2 separate regions of the Canis lupus genome follow, and region 2 is linked to region 1. Evidence: chromatin contacts called from public Hi-C data. All regions are on one chromosome and are shown on one strand. The core of a region is the stretch at or near the end of the contact, and the rest is flanking DNA. Distances in the headings are between cores, read along the strand shown.

Region 1 (4,288 bases), core at 34-2,533:
GCTCCCTGAACATTCACGTTACAGCACTAGGTATCTAGTGCGTTTTGTTTTTGCTTTTTAAACAGAATGACTGCCCGAGCTTGCATTTCTATTTATATAGCTGCTGGTTAGGAATCTATAGAAAACTTGATTACTTGAATTAATTACATGTAACATACATAAGTCTACAAACGCACTGAATAAATTCTCTCGCTTTAGGCCACGGCTTTAGGAGCCTCATTCAAAAAGACAGAGAGAGAGAGAGAGAGAGAGAGAGAATAAAAAGAAACTTTTTAGCAGTGTCTTTCAGCCACGTTTCAATTTAATCTCACATTTGAGTTCCACAATTGTTGTTTAATACGTACCCTTTGCGCCATCGGCCTCCCTGGCTCCCTTCCTACTTCAACTTCTAATATATCCTCTTTAAGGCCAGTGTGAAAAGAAACAAATAAGCAAACTCCCCCGGAAAAAAACAAAAAACAAAAAACAAAAAACAAAAACAAAAAACAAAAAACAAAAAAGAGAGAGAGAGAGGACAAAAAAAAAAAATCTTTTTTTTTTTTTTTTTTTAAAAAAGCACGACGGAAAAAAAAAAATCCCTTCACGTCTCCAGCAACGTGAGAGCTACTTGGTCCCCGATCTTCGGTCTACGGGACCTGAAGCAAAGCGCCCGAGTCACTGTGCATAAAAGCGCTCCGTTTCCAAGACAGCAGCAGCAGCAGCAGCAGCAGCAGCAGCAGCGGGGGCAAAAAAAAAAAAAAAAAAAAAAAAAAAGAAGAAAAAAAAAAGAAAAAAAAAAAAGGCAGATCTTCTCTTCCACCCCCCCCCCAAAAAAAATCAGTTTAAAAAAAAAAAAAAAAAAGAGAGCGCCCCTTAGACCCAACTACCAAATCTCATGGCTTTCTGCCACTCCGGCTGTCAATCACAGGCGAGGTTGTCAACGTGGTGAATGAATGATCATCCGCTCTGTCTTCTTCTGGTCGGAACACCTCAAATGTGAATATTCAAATGCACAAAGCCCTAGCGCTCGCTTCCCTCGGATCGGTCCTAATTCCTAATCAGTTTCTCTCTTCTCTCGCTCGCTCTTTCTCTTTCCCCTCTCTCTCTCTCCCTCTTTGCAACTGCTGCACTGGAGGGAGATTAGAGGAGGAGGGTTAAAAAAAAAAAAAAATTGTCTGTCTGAGTTTGTCTTAAAGGAGCCACGATCGATGCTGCCCGCTTGCAGTCCCCGTGCGTGTGTAAAGTGTGTGTTGCACAGGCGGAGAGGTGGATTCCGACCCGAATGCTAGAACCCGGAAGTAGTGGTGGCCATAACAGGTCGCGTCTTACACAATGCATTGGGCTGCAGCAAGTCGGCGGCTCGGCAGGGGTGGGAGCGCCGGGCGGGCTCCGGCCGCGCCGCCCAGGCGCACGGGCGCTCCCTGCAGCCGCGCGCCCCGGGCGCGAACCCCCACGCGCCCCGGGCACACGCGCACACGCGCACACGCGCACACGCGCGGGCAGGGCCGCCCCCCCCCGCCCCCGGGGCGCGGGCTTTATTCCCCACGTTCCTTGCAATCTCCCCCTCCCTCTCTCCCTCCCTCCCTCCTCTCTCCCCTCCACCCCTACTCGGGACTCTCCTCCACTACCCCCCACCCCACTCTCTCGAAATAAATTGGGGATCCGCGCAGGGGGGGGGGTGGAGCGCGCAGGGGGGGGGGGTGGGCAGCCGCGGGAGTTTTTTTGCAACAGAGCTCTCGGCGCGCGGACTTCATGACTTTCCTGCAAATTACTGGGGGTCCGCTGCTGGTGGGGTGTTGCTTTTTGTTTTTTGTTTTTGTTTGTTGTTGTTTTTGTTTTTGGAGGTGGTGGTGGGGGGGGGGGAATGTGTGAGCTCAACGCAAGGGTGCGTTCTCGGAACTGACCACCCCACGTAGAAGGAGGCAAACGGGGAAACAGAGAGGGAGGGAGGGAAGGATGAGAGCAGGAGTCCCGAGATCGCGGGGCGGAGGGGGGAGGCTGGGGCTTCCTGCGGATCCCAGCCTAGAGCTGCCGCTGTCAGGGGTGCACCCCCCCACCCCACCCCAGGCCCCCGGGAAAGGAAATGCTTGCGTTTTCTCACTTTGGGGTCTGGACCTCCTCCTCCTCCTCCTCCTCCTCCTCCCGCTCCCCGGCCTCCGGCCCCCCGGGCCCCCGGCGTCCTGCGCGAAGTGGGAGAGGAAGGGAGGGAAACAATGAGCCGAGCGCGGGGACGGTGCCCCCAGCGCCTGTTTACAAACACCGAGCTATTGGGCGTCTCGCCGGAGAGCGAAGCCCGCCGCGGGGCTCGGGGCAGCCCCCCGACCTGGCGGGTGCGGCCCCGGGCCGGGGACCCCCCCGCCCGCACCCCCACCCCGGGACGGGGCTCCCCGACCCGCTGCGGGCGAGGCCGCCGTGCGCCCGGGGCGCGGCGGGGTCGGGTTCGGCCGCGTCGCCTTTGTCTTCTCGGGCCTGGAGGGACCCCGCGCCCCGGGCCCTGTGCGCCGCGACGCCCTGCGCTCCCCTCCCCGCACCCCTACACCCCTCCGCCTCCCTGCACCGTCCCGGCTCCGGGAAAACTCTCGGTGCCAACGACAGACAAAAAAAAAAAAAAAAAAAAAAAGGACCGAGAGAGAGAAATTCACTTCGGGAGCTGAGATTGCAGACAAAAACCTGTCCCTACCCACGCCTCGGAGGCTCCGACCGGCCCCCTGATTTTTCAACTTTCTCCCCTTAAACGCCTGCCCTCTGGCTTCCCGACGACTCCCCCTCTTGGCTTGCCCTTTATTATCACATTTACTGGTGTTATTTTCGTTTTTGCTCGTCTGCCCGCCGGGCTCCGAGACGCCGCGAGGGCTCGGCCGCAGCGGCCCGACCCGCGGGGCTGGAAACCTCACATCCTCCAGCCAGGCTCGCAGCTAGCTCTGCTCCCAGCAGGATCTTTTTTTTTTTTTTTTTTTTTTTCCCTGCCTCCAGCTGAAGCCTCGCAGAAAACTCCCCCTGCGGTCGACTGGAAAATGAGCTCACCCAAATCTCGGTAGGCAGCCGCGGAGGAGGGCCCGGCCAATCAGGAGGCGCCCCCGCCAGGGCGGCCGCGCATTGGCTGCGGGGAAAATCAATTATCAAATAATCGATCAGCAGGGAGCTTCGATCTGCCGGGAATGCAAAACTGCCGGTCCCGATTCCCGCCCTGGTGGTGGCCAAAAGGCTGACTCCCCCCCCACCCCCCCCCCCCCCACCACCCCACCCCAAAGCAGCCGGCCCCTCGCTCCCGTCGCCCCCACCCCCATCCCACTCCGCCCGGCCGCGGACCGAGAGCCCTCATCCTAAAAGGAGGGGGGCGGGTAGCTGGGAGGAAGAGTTTTGAGAGAGGTGAGGGGTGCTCCTGTCCTCCGCAGGGGTTGTTTGGAAAAGATCAGGAGCTCCCAAAGGTGCGGAGGCTAACTCCTTAACGTGCAAACTAAAGGGCAGATCGCATCCGTCCGAGAGGTAGGGCTCAAGTTTCTGCTAAGTGGGCTTTCGAGGAGCGAGGGCCACCGTGTAGGGCGACCCTCAGGACCTGCATCTGGAGCCAGGCTCCCTCCGGCGCGCACGGCCTCCAGCACTCGGCACGAGTCCACGCCCAGTTCCCCCCAAAAGTGGAGGGCTCAGAAAGCCGAGCTGCAGCCGAGCCTTCGCCACCAGCCCCCCCACCCCACCCCCGTGCAGACCCTGTCCTGCCCCAGGGTGCCTAAGGGATGACACCTTCACCCAAAGCCCTCCGATGCGCTTTGCCTTGCTTGAGACCGCTCTGACTGCTTAAAAAATATCCCGGGATCCTCATCATTTGCATTTCTCCTCTCTCTCTCTCTCTCTCTCTCTCTCTCCCACACACACACACATTTTAGGATCTTTAACTTTTCTCCATCGCAAACATGCGCAGTTTTGGGGTACGCGCGCCCCGGTGCATCGCGCGGGAGGTTGAGGCAGGCCCGCACGTCAAAGCCGAGGGCGAATCCAGGTGAATTGCCAGCTTCCTTACGCCCCACTGCCTGACACCCCCCCTACCCCCACCCCTCCCGCCCCAACGTGAACTTGGAAACCCAACTTCAGGCCTAGATGGAACCTTCTCGGTCTCCGGAAGGCTATTTGTCTCATTCTCCGGGAAGCTGCGCCGGCTGGGCCGAGCACCGCAGGGCTTTCCCCGGTTACCGGGAGGACCACGCTGGGCCCCGAGCCCCTCGCCTGGGCGCCTTCCCTCGGCTGCGCGGGGGTGTGGGCACCGCAGGTCCACAGGCCCGCCAGGCTCCAGCACGGCTGGCTGCAGGGGTGG
Region 2 (4,247 bases), core at 205-2,704, 140 kb before region 1:
CACGACCGTCCGGGGGAAACTGAGTCTCCAGGACGAGCTGGCGCCTCGTGGGTCGGCCAGCGGGGACGCGGCGCGTGGCCCGCCTGCATCTCCCCGCGGTGCCAGACGCCGCTCGGAGCCAGAGTTGGGGGGCAGGGGGGGCGTCTGCAGGGGCGCTTGCAGCTTTGCTGGGTCTCCCGGAGGTGGCACCGCCCAGGGGCGCAGGGCTCTCCCCCCAGACGGAGGCATCTGGTTGTTTGAGGCCCCAGGGGGCCCCCCCTCCAGCAGGGCGCTTCCGGGGGGGCCTCGCCGAGCGCCCCCACCCACCCGTGTGCAGGTCTCTGGGTGAAGCAGGCGAGCGCGAGAAGGCGAAAGGTTACCCAGGCTGGAGTTGCAAGACCTGAGGCCGCGGGGCGTAGGGGTGCGTGGGGGGTGAGAGCCCGGGGCCCCTCGGTGGAGAAGGGGAGCGAGCCGCTTTGGGAGGAGGGAGGGGGCTGGGAGCGCAGAGGTGTGAGTAGGGGGGGGGGGGTGCCCGGGGCGCGCAGGACGTGGGGGTGGCGAGCGGGGCGAGCCCAGCCTCGGGGCCGCGGGAAGCAGGCGCGGGGCTCCTGACCCGCGGGGCAGGCGGGGCGCCGAGCGGGGGACCCCAGCGCCGCGCGCCTCCCCCCGGGCCCCCGCGCGCAGAGCCGGCTGCGCGGCCGCCGAGCAGGTGACTCGATTCGCCGCTGCCCGAATCGTCCCGGTCCCGGGACTCGTTTTCCGCCTGGAGATGGAGATGGTCGCTCGGGTGGTGCACGTACCGCCTCACGGGGAGAGGTGAGCGCGCCCGCGGGCGGGCCGGGTCGGGGCTCCCGGGGCCCCATCCAAGGCGGGCGGGCGGCGCGCGCACCCCCGTCTCCAGGGCTTCAGCGCCCCGCTCTCCCGCCGGGGCTGCGGGCGGAGGCGCGACCCTGGGGCGCCGCCCCAAGTGTCCTCCAGCCCCCCCGCCCCGCCAGGGACCCCCGGGGCGCCCGTTTTTAGGGCCAAAACTCTTCCAGATTCAAACGGTGGCGAACTGATTGCTCAATGTGTTGTTTGTTTTTCCTTTTTCAGCTCCGCCTTGGGAGAGAATGTTACGGACACGCTGGCGGGCGGATCCGGCCAGAAAGGGATCCCCCCGCCCCCCCCCGCACCCCCCCTGCACCCCCCTTGCACCCCCTCCGCCTTCCGGCGGCTCCCTCACCTGGGAGGGGCTCCCCAGCCCCGTGCACAGCGCACCTGGCCACCCCGAGAGCTGCGGACCGCCTGACAGTCGGGCGCGCAGGGGGGGCGCGGGAGGGGGCAGGGGAGCGCGCGGGTGCGGGCCACGCGGTGCCACGCGGTGCCACGGCCCTCCCCCGCGTCCCGGCGCCCACCCGCGGGCTTGAGCCGACCCAGGTGTTCACCGCGTTCCCGCGGGCCGAGGGAGGGCCTGCCGGCATCCACAAGGGCTCCGGGGCGTCCCCAGCAGCCCGTGCCCGGGTCCCCGCGCCCTCCGCGCCCCGGGGGCGCTCCGGGAGCGATGGCAGCGGGCAGCCCCGGGTCCCGCACGAAGGGGGCCCGGGTTGCCCACGACAGCGCCCGCGGAGCCCCGGCGGCCCCAGGACACTTGACTTTGCTGTCGCGCCGGGGAGGAGACAGCGCGCTCCCGGGGAGGGGGTGGGGGCGCCCCCAGGGGCCCGCGCTCCAATGGGAGAGCCGTGGTCAGGGGCACAGGGTCCGGGCCGGGGTCCCCGCGCCCGGGGAGGGGCGCGCACGGGGCGGCCCGCGGGGGTCGGTGCCCCGCCGGCCCGGGGCGAGCGAGCTCTCCCTTCTCGGGAGCGTCGGACCCGCCTAGGAGGTTTCCGGGGGCGGCGGGGCCGGAGGGGCGGGGAGGGGGGGTTCGGCCCGGGCCTGGCGCGCGCTCGGTCCCCGCGGCCCGGACCCCGCGCCCGAGCGCCGCGCGCGCCTCCCGCCGCCCTCCCCGGGGCGGAACTCGGCGGCCGGGCGCCCGGTGGGAAGACACCCGCTGCCTCCCGAGGAAACCCTAATACCATCCATACAGCTTTAATGCGTTTATAATTCGATAAGTGATTTCAATTTGAAATTGTTAGTAACTAATTTTATGGGTAATTTTTCCACATCAAATATTTAAGCATGAGATTAAGGGAGCCAGTTCCGACACAGGATAATAAGGGGGTTTCCCCCCACCCCCCGCGCCTCCGCCTCCGCCTCCCTCCGTTTCCTACCGAGTCGTTTTTCCAAATCCCCAAAAGATGGCAGTCGAAGCCGACGTTCCCGGGCTCCTGCGGCCCTGCGCGGGGAGGAGGGGGCGGGAGGGCGGGGGCGGAGGGGGAAGAAGGGAGAGCGCCGGGGAGAAGGCGAGGGAGAAGCTAGACGTTGCACCGACTTTTCCAAACTAATTCTTTCACGCGTTTCTAATGCGGGCAGAAAACAGTGGTGGATTTCCTGGAAATGTCCTGGCAGAAAAGAAAGCCAAAAAAAAAAAAAAAAAAAAGTGCCTTGTGGCCTCCGAGCAGGGGATGGAGGAAAGTCAGCGCCCTCCCCCCCTCCCCTCCCCACCCCACCCCACCCCAGCCCTCCACCCCCAGCCGCAGCCCCAGAGGGGAGACCCCGAGAGGGACGAACTGGCTTCTTTGTATTTTAACATTATATTCAAATACTGTGCAACCAAGCAACTTGTTTTCTGGAGGACAGGGCTCAGCAAATTGCTTAATGGGGAGAGAAGAGGTGGGGTGGGGAAAGGTGATGGGTGGGGGGCGGGCTGCCGGGGAGGGGGGAGGCTGGGGCCAGCGGCGGATGAATTGCAGACCAGTTGCCAAAACTTTTTTTTTTTTTTTCCTGCTGCTGCTGCTGCGGCTGCCTTTGCTGCTGCCTTTGCTTTGAATGTGGGTAACTAGGAAACAGCAAGCCGTCTGAGAAGACGGAATTTCCAACGTGTAAAATGTTCTTAACGGAACCATTGAGCGAGTGCAATAAGGCGTGAGGGGGAACTAATCTTCCCATTTAAATGTTTGTGGCAATTTTATCTAAATGAATTTTAATGCTAAACGAGGGTAATTCCCCATTTGTAGCGCGTTTACTTCTCTTTCCTGTGCTTCTAAAGCAGTCGAACATCATGCAATGAACAATAACAATAAAAATACTGTCAAGACATATTATTCATTTCGAATGTGTTATAATTACAGCTGATTAAATATGATAGGGTAAAATATTTTTGATTTTTTAAAAAAATATTTAAATCCTGCCTTAAAAAAAAAAGTCTCACTCAACCAGCGGGCTTCCCCCCCCCCCCATAAAATAATAATTTTTTTTTAAAAAGCAGGTACAATTGCGTGCCCTTGTTTAGAGGAGGGCGTTTTGTTTTTGCCTTTTAAGAAACATCAGCAACACCCTCAGCACCTCTGTTCTTTCTTTCTTTCCGTAAGTGTCCTCAATAACGTCGGAGCTGGCTCCGAAATTTGCAGGAGGAAAAGCTAAGAAGGGAGCGGGGACGCCCAGGCCGGGGGAGAAAGGCCGGGAGCATAGTCAGGCCCTCACCAGGCCGCCACGCGGAGCGGGGAACGCAGGGGAAGGACGCAGGGCATCCTACTTTTTTTTTTTTTTTTTTTTTTCTAGTTCATTGGACACTAAGGATCTCGAATCTTCATAGTCTCCATATTCCCCGATTCTCCCTCACTGGCGCCCTAGGTCTCCCCCGGCGCCCGCCTCTCCGCCCCCAGCCCCCCAGCCCCCGCCGCTTCCCATATCTCTCTCCTGCTCCTCCTCCTCCTCCTCCTCCTCCTCCTCCTCCTGCTCTCTCCTCCCCTTTCTTTCCCTCCCCCACCCGGGCCGGAGCATCCGTCAAGAATAAAGGCTGAAAATACCCTACTCACCCAGGCCTGGACTGGGGAGGAGGGGCAAAGGGACGGGTTAGTTTATAAAGTTTATTATGAATTTTTAAAGTAAATAAATGGTGGTTCACTGCTAGCAACCAGCCCCCCCAAGAGAGAATTATCTCACTTAAGACGGACTATTTACGTCGCCGAGGAACTGCCAGCGGGTCCGCAGGAGAAATTTAAACAATCCGGCCTAGGGGGTGGGGGTGGGGGTGGGGGTGGGGGTGGGGGTGGGGGCGGGGCGGGGGCGGCCGAGGGTCCAGCTCCGTCCCGGGCCGCGCACCCACGTGTTTAGGGACAAGGCCCAATAAACAAAAGGTGAGAATGCGCGCCGCGCTCCAGCAGGTGAGTCAGTCAATCACACGTCACCTA

What was found. Hi-C and Micro-C count contacts between places; a contact is called where the count stands out from the background.
Region 2: a contact with region 1 is called in a Hi-C map of amygdala, with 7 times the contacts expected there. The contact joins the enhancer-like site here to the promoter of MEIS1 in region 1. A contact is called at or near these places in 3 of 9 Hi-C or Micro-C datasets (amygdala, blood and skin fibroblasts).

Annotation. Positions count from the first base shown.
Region 1 is chr10:67,056,261-67,060,548 of UU_Cfam_GSD_1.0, reverse strand. It overlaps MEIS1 (homeobox protein Meis1), which reads right to left and starts at 1,283. Exons shown (of 13, transcript XM_038551464.1): 1 at 345-1,283. The coding sequence starts at 356.
Region 2 is chr10:67,196,293-67,200,539 of UU_Cfam_GSD_1.0, reverse strand. The region is part of intron 12 of MEIS1 (homeobox protein Meis1); the gene reads right to left. Among named protein-coding and RNA genes, the nearest start is that of MEIS1, 140 kb to the right of the region's middle. Within about 2 kb of position 1,454, at least 8 of the 20 cell types and tissues checked have an H3K27ac peak or open chromatin away from gene starts, as enhancers often do.